Linked DNA regions of Hordeum vulgare: region 2 is linked to region 1. Evidence: chromatin contacts called from public Hi-C data. All regions are on one chromosome and are shown on one strand. The core of a region is the stretch at or near the end of the contact, and the rest is flanking DNA. Distances in the headings are between cores, read along the strand shown. Region 1 holds the start of LOC123442546. Region 2 holds the start of LOC123442594 (ubinuclein-1).

Region 1 (5,806 bases), core at 1,601-4,100:
AAACTCACAATTCATCGGATCCAACAAACACACCGCAAAAGAAAGAGTTACATCATATGGATCTCCAAGAGACCATTGTATTGAGAAACAAAATGATAGAGAAAGCCATCTAGCTACTGCCTACGGACTCGTAGGTCTGATATGAACTACTCACGCATCCTCGAAGGAGCACCAGTGAGGATGATGAACCCCTCTGTGATCGTGTTCCTCTCTCGAACGGGCTCTGGATTGGATTTCGTGGCTTCTAGAACTTGCGTGGCTGAAACAATTTTTCGTCAACTTCTCTAGGGTTTTCTGAATATTGGGGTATTTATAGAGCTCATAGGCGGTGGAGGAGGCGTCCGATGACCCCACTAGACACCAGGACGCGCTAGGGGCCGTGGGCGCGCCCTGGTGTCTACTGGGCCGCTTGGGCCTCCTATGCTGCTCCTTCTTGGCTCCCAAGTATCCTTCTGGTCTAAAAAATTTTCCGTAAAGTTTCGTGGCATTTGGACTTCATCTAATATTGATTTTGTGCGAAGGAAAAAATAGCAAGTGGCACTAGGCACTGTGTCAATAGGTTAGTCCCAAAAAATGATGTAAAGTTGCTATAAAATGATCATAAAACACTCTGGCTCGTGAGGCTTCATGGGCCAGAGGGGCCCGACGCTTCGCGAGGCATGCATGGCCCACACCTCTTGCATCTTGCTGATCTCTTGAGCGGCGAAGCCCTGTGCCCTTGGCGCTTGGCGCTACATTCTCGGCTCGTGGGGGCGCGCGCGAGGGCGCGCCTCCACGAGGTCCCCGGGCACCCCTTTGTCACATCGACCAAGCCAGGCGGCTCCAGGCGGGAGCCCGGCCTGACGAGGGCGCCCGACGCGGACTCCTATGCCGAAGGGAGGAGGGCGCTGGTTTGGGGCGTGAGGCCCGTGATACTAGCGTCTACTGCGATACCCTTCCCCCTGGGGCCCGTGACCGTGGTGGCAGGATGCGTGGCACGTGGCCACCCGCGTCGAGCGTCTTCTTGAGGCAGACTGCTTCCGCTGTCACTGCAAGGTTGGTCGCGCCGGCCCTAGTGAGGGTGGTTCCTGAGGTCATCCCCTCAGTCGCTGCCGTAGTCACCTTCCCACCCGGCGGCGCGGGCGACGCAATTCTGGCGCTGGATGGCGCGCTCACTGCGGGAAGACCTGATTGCCCCGCGGTCCTCCATGTTGTGAGTGCACTCGTTGTGGTGAGCAGAAAACGTCCGCCGAGTCTTTCGGGCACGCCGCCGCAGGGGCTCGACGGCGGCCCAAAGCCAGTCACCGGGACCCAAAGGAGCAGGAGTACGACGCGAGGTGGACCCCGCGCGGGCCCCTCGGGCTGTGGGCTGAGCGAGTCGCCGTGCAGCGGCGGAGGCGGCTCGCTGGTCGAGCCCCCCGCTTTTGGCGCCGGGGGACGTAGGGCGCCAGGGCCCTCCTCACGATGGTGACAAGCTCGACGATGTGGTCTGCCCAGGCGTCGTAGCCTCCGTCCGTCGGGCGGTGGCGGAGCAGTTTGCTCGCTATGAGCAACACGTCCTACGCGTTCAAGTCTCCTATATGGACACTGGCCAAGGAATAAGCTGTGGGGGACGCAGCGAGGCGGCCGCCTTGCTGCACCGGGGGGCGCGGGGAGCCCTGTTGCTCCTGGGCGGCGCAGACGACGATGGTGGTGGCCGCTACGCTGGTGGGTCGATGACGGCCGTCCGTCACCGAGCGCTCGGGGCGCGCGCGGCAAGCGTTGGCCATGGGGTCGGTGAAGCTGGAGATGAAACTGAAGCTGGAGTACGGCTGCGCACCCCTACCTGGCGTGCCAAATGTCAGAATCGGGGCTCCGCAGACCCAGAAAGGTTCGAGCACTAGGGTGCGCTCGCTCTCTTGCTTTGTTCTGCCTCTCAACTTCACGATGACTCTCCGATGGCTCGAGCTAAGCCAGATGAACAAGAATACACGCGCAATTTACCTAGGTTCAGGCCACCTTGCGGTGTAAAAACCTACTCCTGCTTGTGTGGATTGCTTGTGGGAGAGAGAGAGAGAGTGTACAAGGTGGGTTGTTGCCCTAAAGGAGATGATGGATCCTTTCTACAGAGGCTGTGCCTCTCTTCTATACTCGCCTTGGTCCTCTTCCCCCGCAAAACACACACTAGGCAAAAAGGGTTGCCACAACGACCATTTTGAAAGGGGTCAAGCTGCAGCTTGCCCTGATAAAGATGGTCTTCGCGTGCTAAAGCTCTTCGCCATGATGCGTTGGTGCGCTCGGGGGTGACCTCCGTCTTGCCGAGCCCAAAGCCTTGGTCCTCTTGCACCAAATGAGAAGCTTTTGGGGGTTGCTTTGGGAGTCCGTCAGCTGGCCCCGCTAGCTTAGCACGAAAGTGGAAAGCCTCTCTCTCCGTGCCCGCTAGCACCGCTCCTGCGCTGCGTGCACAGCCTGCGTCACCCACGTGAAGATGCATGGTCACGAGACCGTGCCTGGTCGCCCTTGACGAGCCCGCTCCGCGAGGGCCTCGGGACGCGCCCTTATAACGAGCAGCCTCGTGCGGTCCTCGACAATGATCCTCCGGCGCTTGATCTTGCTTGCTGGGCCCGCCGCCAGGCTGAATCGGGCATGTGCAGTGCGTTGCGCTGGGGCCGCAGGCCGACGGGCCTGGACACCCCCGATTCCAAGGGCCCGAAAGTGGGGGTGCTTCTTCAACGAACTTGCACCCATTCGTCATCCTAAGATAGATAGTGAGGATTTTCTTCCCCGACATCGACAACCTCCTTCTTCATCTTCGGGACTACTTTTACTTATTTTCAAAATGGACTGACCTGAAATTCGAATAAGCTACCCTGTACATTTTTTTTAACAGTTGACGAATCTTGAGAGTCCGTTGGTTTGTAGGATTGGACGGCGCACCGTGTGGCAGCTCCTGCACGAACGGTCGAAATCAAGCTTCCTCGACCACAATCCGACCCCATCCAGGCATCCAGCCGCGGAATGAGACGGGACCCACGCGGCGTTTAGAAAAATCCGGAGCCGTGGTCGCGTCGGGAACCCGCTTCTCTCCTCCTCTCGGGCTCCGCTTCGCCTTCTCCGCAGCGCAGCCACTTCGGGATCGGGAAGCGGGAGGGGAAGGGAGAGGCAGGCGAGTCGCCGTACCCGGCCGCAGCTCCCCTCTCTCCGCCTACCCCTACCACCCCTCCCCTCGCCGCGCACGATGAGCTCCTCCTCCTCCGCCGCCGCCACCGCCCCGCCGCCGACGCCGTCCTCGCCTCCCGCCGACGAGGGACGGCCGAGGGAGGCGACGGAGGTGGACGACAGGGTAGCCTCCCACGTCGACCCGTTCCTCGTGGAGGCGCTCGACAACCCCCGCCACCGCCTCATGGGTACGTCTGCATCGCAACCTTATCTCTTTCGGCAATTCCCTATCTCTGTCGTCCTCGCGCAGCTAGGGTTACGCTGTCCTGCCTTTAATTCGTGATGACAGGATGTGTCGTTCGCGGTGGGTGCGTTTCGATGTGCGGTGTGATTTATGATTGGATTCGACGATTCGTGTTTAGCTTCTAGGGAGGGCTTCGTTTCCTGGTGTATGCCATAGCATCTGCCATCTGGTGTGGAATTGGGGGCTGGATTCTTCCCATGCTTGAGGTAGCTCGGAGATAGATGATGTAATTGATGCTCTGCAATTCGGGCTAAATCGAATCGAATTCCGCCAGTATGTCTATCTCATAGGCTAGAAGAGTGCTGGCTTGCGCTTCCTTGTTGCTACATACTACAATGTTGATTGTGCTGATGTTGTACTCTCCATGGGCTAGAGAACAATACTGACGCAGTTAGTAGTTTGCTCTGGTTGATATTGGTCAAGTATATGTGACTATTGCTGATAATAATGTGCAGATGCATGCTTATGTGATTCTAAACTTCTCTAGAAACGCCCTGTGCCTGCTATTCTAATTGTTATTTATCCCTGACATACCGCATTTCCACTTTTCTCTACCCAAATAGCAATTAGAGTTGCATTAGATATTATATTCTGAACTCCACAAGTGGCTGCTATTTCGGTAGCTCTAGACTCATGGTTTGGACCAGTATTCCTGTGTCTTGATAAACCAGCTGTATCCTGTTAGGTGTACAGACAATGATGAGATAGCCACTATTGCACAAGTCGCTGCTGTAATTAGGAAAATGATTCAGGGAGGGGGGCTGGTGATTAGTGATCTTCATCTGCAATTCTCAACATCTCAATGAGGTCATGGGGATGAGCTTCTTTCAATTGCAGGCTGCAGCTGATCTATCCTTTATCTGCGGCTGTTTTACAACTATATGTGCCTCATTTCCTTCCTTTTCAATTTATGTGGATGATAGAGTAGAACAAAATCCAGTATATGCAATTTAGGGCCAATTTAGCTCTCTTTATGCCTAGCATTTCCTGCCTTTTGTTTTCTATGTCCACTTCCTGTCCAAACTCGTCCTTTGCTGTGATTGGTGTGCACCTTTGCCCTCTGAGTTTTAGCAGAAATCTACAGTCCTGGATGGAGTACTCTCCTCTCCTGAGTGCCTCACTTATGGCTCTGCACATGCACAGCTTAGGGTGGTGTCTAAGTTTACATCTCCGTCAATGCTTTATACTGCATATAAGTTTTGTCCGCAGTCAAAGTATCTCTACTTTGACCAAATTTATAGAAAAAATTATCAACATTCAAAATGCCAAATCAATAATGTTAGATTCATTATGAAATTTAGTTTCATAGTGTATACATTTCATATTGTAGATGTTGATATTTATTAATATAAATTTTGTCAGACTTGACACAAATCTAATACGCGGAGTAAAAAGGACCGGAGGGAGTACATTAAAATCAAATAAAAAACTCTGTTACTGCGATAGCATCATATCTCTGTCCACAAGTATAGAAATCTACCTGAATTTGAGTATGTGATTTGTTTTAAGTTTTTTTTTTCAATTCATTCAGTTCTCTTACATTCTCTAGTGGTATTTGCAAAAACGACATGGTTCAACTTGCTGCATGAATTCTCACATGGGAAATACCTTAACATAGGTGCTGTAACCAGTGTATTGAAGTTGCCTGATTGTGTTTTATGGAGTCAGTTTGTAGATTGTAAGATTATTGCTGGTCATTACAATTTCTGTCCACTTTATTATGTATTTATTTCTACCAGTTAAGCTGCACTGTACTTTTATGTGTTCAGATATTCTGGCTTTTTTGTACATGTATTTATGTCATTGTCTACCTATTACCGTATAATCATTTTTGTTCTCCTCTACAACAGTTTTGCGGATGGAAATGGATATACAGAAATTTATGCAGAATCATCAACTGCATGAATTTGAATTCCAGCATTTTCCAACTTCCTACCTCCGCTGTGCTGCTCATCGTGTTGCACAACATTATGGTTTAGAGACTACAGTAGCAGATAGCTTAGTTGATGGTTCTAATAGCAGGATAGTTGCGAGAAAAACACCTGAAAGCAAATATCCAGCCATTGCTTTATCAGAAGTTCCCGTTAAACAAGCAAGAAATGATATTGAGGCAGCAGAGAAGCTTAAGTTTGTCATTTGTCAAAGGCCCAAAGCTTCCCAAAATGGTGCATATGGTGCTGGAACCAACAATGGTGCGGCCAAAACTGTTGAAGAGAGGATAGATGATTACAATAAGGCACGAGCGCGCATTTTCAATGGTTCCATTCCTGCAGATGTCGTAGGCCCAAGTGATTTTGGAGCTCTGTCCATTGCCAGAAATGAACCGGTGAATGTTGAGCCTTCTGTTGATGAGAACAAGGGCTGCACGTTCAATAGCCGTTCCAG
Region 2 (5,619 bases), core at 2,682-5,181, 300 kb after region 1:
GAGGGGGAGTAAGGCTGGATGGGGAAGCCGGAGGTGAAGCTCTCAAGGGGGGCGACAAAACGTCAATCTAGAAATCCCAAGACTTTGCCCCATTTGACCAACACAAAATTTAAGCATAAACGTTACAATTTACAAACCTTCTTTTGGGAGATGGAGGGAGTAAGTTATTATCTCTTGACATGAGATATTTCGAGTATCATGGTTATTTCCTTGTTTTTCTAATAACGGGCTCTTGCTCTCCCACTGAATTCTATTGGAAATCAACAGTGGGCCGAAAGTCGCCTCAGCAATCTTGGCCAGTGATTTCCTTCCTCTTCCCCATAAGAGCAAGTACCACAAAGATACTGTGATGCTTCCCCTCACAAAAACAGAAAAATAATTTGGTGCTTCACCACAACTGGCCCACAGCAATCATCACTCGTTCAGTTTGGCCTAGCGCGCATCTGCATGTATGAGGTATCAACAGTCAATGAAGAAACTGCTAAGAAACAATTGTCCATACTCCATAGCACCATAGAGAACACCCAAGATCACACACAGATATGGTTAAAGCACAAACCAAAAGCAGCATATAGAAGGCTACTTACATGCAGCTGCGCGACAAAAGTACATGGTTGACATATCTACATAGCTACCGATCGAAGGAGCCTTGCTGCATCGATGCAAGGAAGGTGCACCCTGCCTGTTTCTCCTTCAGTCTCGTGGCATCCTGGAGAGCCCGCCTTTGTTCTGGTTCTCAGTCAGTCATCTGTGGCGATGGGATCGCAGGCCAGCCCCTTGGGGACCCATGGCATGTGTGCTCCATCATGGCATAGGTTCTGCAGACAATGCGAAACTTTAGTTCGGGTAACTACGTAGTGTATTTACTATTTAGCATGGCCAAACACAGGAGAAGAGCAATTTTTGTTTTTATCTACTAAAATGTTAGTACATAGATAATTGCATTTTTCCGATGTATCCCTACTTAAGGAGCTTCCACGATGAACCTTAGCTCAGTTGGGCAAAACCGTTAACTTCAGACCATTTATAAATCACTAATTCTGACTTCCACTATAAGATATCATTGCTAGTGACAGAAAAGAACAATAACTAGGATGGTGAGCATAGATCACCTCTAGCCAGAAGAAGAATTTTCGCAGGAGGTTCAGTCGCCTCTCATTTGTGTCAGCAGTGTCGATTTGCTTGGCCAGATCTGCATCAGTTTTGGTGGTAAAGCATGATACAAATGCAATTGAGGAATCCGACTATTGCCGAATAATTCATAGAATACTACTTTATGTTGCAGCACCAAAGTACAGCCTCCAAAACTGCTACAGGCGCCATGAGAATCTTGATCACAAAGTTGATAAAAATGCTACAGCTACTTTGCGTCAAAGCAAGGCAGAGCAATAATGAAAGGCATCATGCATCCAAAATTTCAAACGTCTGTTTATAGAAGGAAGCTCACTAGGCACAATAAAGCAGCCACAACTAGCTAACCCAAGCCACTTAAATATCAAGATTTTTTGTCCTGTCATACATGCTATAAATAATTTTATTTGCATACAAACTGGTGATGAACAGATTAAATTAGTGACTTCTAATCGAATTCAGTGATCCGTTTGGAAGGAAACATTTGAACATGGCTATTCAATCACTGGTTTGGTCAGAGCTATATGCTGGGAGCATAAATCAGTTATGATTTGTACCGGACCATAAAATGCACAGTTTGAGAAATGCTTATCAACACCTCACCGAACTCAAGACCATAGCCACAAGAAAGGCGCAGCAACGGAATAAAAAGGTTGCCCATAGACAACATAGTAACCACCTGGGTAGTGATCAAGATATGACAGTCCAACGAATCCTGTGGCATAGCGTTTGGATCCACTTCGCAATTGTCTTAGTCTGCTCACAGGCTTCTGGTCAGTGGCTTTTCTCGTAAGCTCTTCGTATTCATTTTGGTCATATGGCCGACTTAAAACAGAATCAAGTTTTTCATCAAATGTAGAAGGAGCACCACAACTAAGAGCAAGAGGCGCTTCTTCACAATCTTCACATGCCTGCCGCAAAAAAACAAATTATGAAATAAAACGCAATAATTTAAAAGATAACCAAGAAAACTAAACAGAAGTAGAACTCACGTTAAAATCAGAAGATTCAGTACAAGGTACACGTCCATGCTCATCTGTGCAGATTAAATCCTGACTATACAAATTGTCTGGAGCAGGCCCATCAATTCCACGTTCAGACATAACCAAAGTTCTCAACTCATCATATCCAGGGGGTGTCTCCTCCTCTTGCTCATATACCACAGTAACACCTGGTTCCAGCTCAAGAACCATGAAACCATCCTTGATCTTCAAGAGGCTCAGAAATTCTGCATAAGATTCATCAACCTCTGAGGTGTTCTTCTTTAAAGATGATGTCCTTGGTAGAAAGGAATGACCCACATCATCGAAAGCCCTGCCTGATGTTTGATCTAGTCGCTTAACATTTGGACCACCCCGGCTTGTGTGTGGCAATTTATTGGGGACCTTTGTGCCGTCTCTGGCATTTGTGCCTCCATATGACATATCATCCTCTTCATACCTGACGAAAGCAGGCAAGCCATGGTCCCCATTTGGCATATGGAATAGATACGCACTTCCATCTTCAATTAGATTTTCCAAGAAAACCTTGTAAGACGGATCAATATCTGAAACATCTTTGCGAGCCAAACTGTCGAACACCTTGTTGTTGCCGCGTGCTGATCCATTCGCCATTTTCTGGTTCTTCATCTCGCCTATTGTCTGAAAAATTCAAGAAGCCTTATATTACACTACGTAGTATGCATCAACAGTCATCCTATCAGTAACTAACCATAAAATCCGGAGTAGAATGAGCAGGTGATTCATGCACACAACCGACACCGAAACATCATGGCAACTGCACGCTGCGTTCTAACAAAAATCCCAATGGCAGTGAACAAATTTAGTGAACCCCAATTCATCACCGGGTATCCTCGTGAAACGATGCCGCATTACGATTCTTGGACACTCTTCCTATTCCTACCATGGCAAGATAGAAGATGAGGTCAGAACTCTGACCATTTACACTGGACGAACACTTGGCATCGAGCATATACAGCACTGAAACGAATTTGTGCAGATGTGTCGCGCCTACAAAGCAGCGCACCAGAATCATACCTCCGCACTAAACAAGCTGCCACTGGAACTGCATGCGGCTAAAATCACCCTAGGATGAAAGATCCGAGTGGAAACCCGCAGAGATTGCTGACCCCTGCGCAACAAAACCCCATTCTGTAGATCGCAGAATAGCCGCAGGGCATGTATTGCAGGCAAGAACGGAGCGCATGCAGCACGGAGAGAAGAAACCGGTGAAGCGCAGGGAAGCCGACCAGCGGCCGAATCCCCGGTCGAACACTGTGGGCCTAGGCGTGGAAGATTTGGGGGACGAAGCTTACGCTTACCTGCGGGATGAAGAGGAGACCGGTGGGTTGGCCGCCTTTCCGATTCCCTTTCGATAATGGCGGCAAGGAGGGGGGGGCTACGGCCGAGGGAGTTTCTGAGGTGTTGTGGATTTAGGGCTCATCTTCGGCGGCAGCGTTCGCCGTGGAACCTGGGGGGAAAGCGAGAATCGTGAATGAACAGCAAAAGCGAACTGCGGCTGCGAACAGGCAGGGAAGAAGATGCTCCGCTCAGGAGGAGGAGGAGGAGAGGGCCGGCGCCTCGGATCGAATAGGCCGAGAGAAGGCCCAGAAAGGCAATTGAGCGGGCGCACGCTAATGGGCCGACGGGGGAGGGCCCGCAAACGGACAGACCATCGTGATCATAGTCCAGCCCGCGAGCGAGCGGAAACGGTAAACGTCGACGGCGACGGACGGCGAGAGGAGAGGAGGAGAGAGAGAGAGAGAGAGAGAGAGGGGTAGCAGCGCAGCAGAGAAAAGGAAAGTAAATCCACGGCCGTACCGTCCGTCCCGTCCAGCCGTTGTGGAGAGGAGACGAGCCTTTCCCCGGCCCCGGCCACGCCCGTCGTCCTCCTCACCCACCCACCTTACAAGCACCGGCACCATCCCGCGCGCCCCGCTCCGCCGCGCCGCGCCGCGCATCCCTCCCCCTCCCACCCCGCCGTCGCCGACCTGCCGCCCGCCTCCCGCGGCCCTATAACCCCTCCAGGCCCCCTCGATCCGATGCGCTAGCCCGCTGATCCGGGGCCCTAATCGCGCAATTCCCGCCGTCATGGACGACCCCGCGGCCGCCGCCCTGCCAGCCCCCGCGCTTCCCCCTCCCGCCGCGGTGCCGGCCGAGGCTGCGGCGAGGGCTCCTGCTGCTTCTCCTGTGCCGCCGCCGCCGCCTGCCGTGGTGGCCCCGCCGGCGGGGAGGCAGCTGTTCTCCGTGGAGCTCAGGCCCGGGGAGACCACCATTGTGTCGTGGAAGAAGCTGCTCAAGGAGGCCGGCCTGGGAGCCGCCCCGCCGCCCTCCCTGCCCGCCGCGGCTGCGGCGGTACAGCCGGTCGTCGCCCCCCTCGCGGGGCCGTCTGGTGCTGCGGTAGGTTGTCGTGCCCCCCTTGTAAGTGTCCTCGCTGTATACGCTTAAGGGTGCTGATCAGTCCTGCAAACCGAGGGATTTCAAGTGGGAGGGATGTAGAAATTGGGATTTTATTCGTGCAACTGTTGGAGACTAGCTAGATACGATACCTGCTGTATCCAGGTGAGGAGAAATGTAGACTTGTAGAGCGAGAGTAGAAGGAGTTTGCAACAGAGAAATTTAGTACAAACAGCAAAAGTCATGAGATGTAGTCGTATCATAAGGATACGGCATACATCAGGTGTTGTCGTGGAAGCCTTTGCAAGGAGGTAGGATTATGTCTGCTTCGCTTCTCCTCCGGAGCATCAAAACATATGCACCCTTCAACCAGATGTGCAGCAAAAAACTCAAGATAATTCAAAAAAGCTCTTCAGGATAACTGATGAAGTGGTTACTGTAAAATGAAATTGCTTACTTTTGATATGCACTATATACAAGAGACAAGCCGTTTTCCTAATTAATTTTTCTTCCTAGTAGTCCAGTATATGAAAAAATTTCATGTATTGATCCTTAACATTAACAATGACTGCTGCTGCACTTACCCGTTCACTGGATTAATCAGCCTATCTTGTGTTTATTTTCACATGTGATTGATAGATTAATTAGTTTTTTGTTGTTGCAAAACAGTTGGATTATTGTTGTATTTGATATTGAGGCTATCTCATCGTTTTTGAGTCAGGTACATCCAACAGAAAACGACCCAAATGATCCATCACAGTCAAATCGGTTCAATGCAGTTATTGAGAAAATTGAGCGCCTTTACATGGTAAGGGACATGTTGTTATGTCAAGAGAGGACATGCAATTTTTACTTAATATACACCATGTGCATAACGTCTTTGCCCCGTGTTCTCGTACTGCACTTTGACAGGGAAAACATAGTAGTGACGAAGAAGATCTGGATGATGTGCCTGATGATGATCAGTATGACACTGAAGATTCTTTCATTGATGACGCTGAATTGGTTAGTTCTTTCATTGCTTCAGACTACTTTCTTACCTGGATGCTAGCAATTTACCTGGATGATGCTGAATTGGTTATAAACATAAGGA

Evidence for each region. A called contact is a pair of places that touch in the nucleus more often than the background predicts.
Region 2: a Hi-C map of leaf shows a contact between it and region 1, with 4 times the contacts expected there. The contact joins the promoter of LOC123442594 here to the promoter of LOC123442546 in region 1. A contact is called at or near these places in 2 of 6 Hi-C or Micro-C datasets (leaf and seedling).

Annotation. Positions count from the first base shown.
Region 1 is chr1H:426,977,700-426,983,505 of MorexV3_pseudomolecules_assembly, forward strand. LOC123442546 reads left to right here and starts at 2,851. Exons shown (of 4, transcript XM_045118620.1): 1 at 2,851-3,365; 2 at 5,272-5,806. The coding sequence starts at 3,197.
Region 2 is chr1H:427,272,886-427,278,504 of MorexV3_pseudomolecules_assembly, forward strand. It overlaps LOC123442594 (ubinuclein-1), which reads left to right and starts at 3,932. Exons shown (of 13, transcript XM_045118686.1): 1 at 3,932-4,529; 2 at 5,248-5,334; 3 at 5,439-5,531. The coding sequence starts at 4,221. LOC123442611 reads right to left here and starts at 3,663. Exons shown (of 8, transcript XR_006630495.1): 1 at 3,452-3,663; 2 at 3,168-3,261; 3 at 2,842-3,029; 4 at 2,124-2,771; 5 at 1,808-2,042; 6 at 1,113-1,192; 7 at 588-818; 8 at 93-443.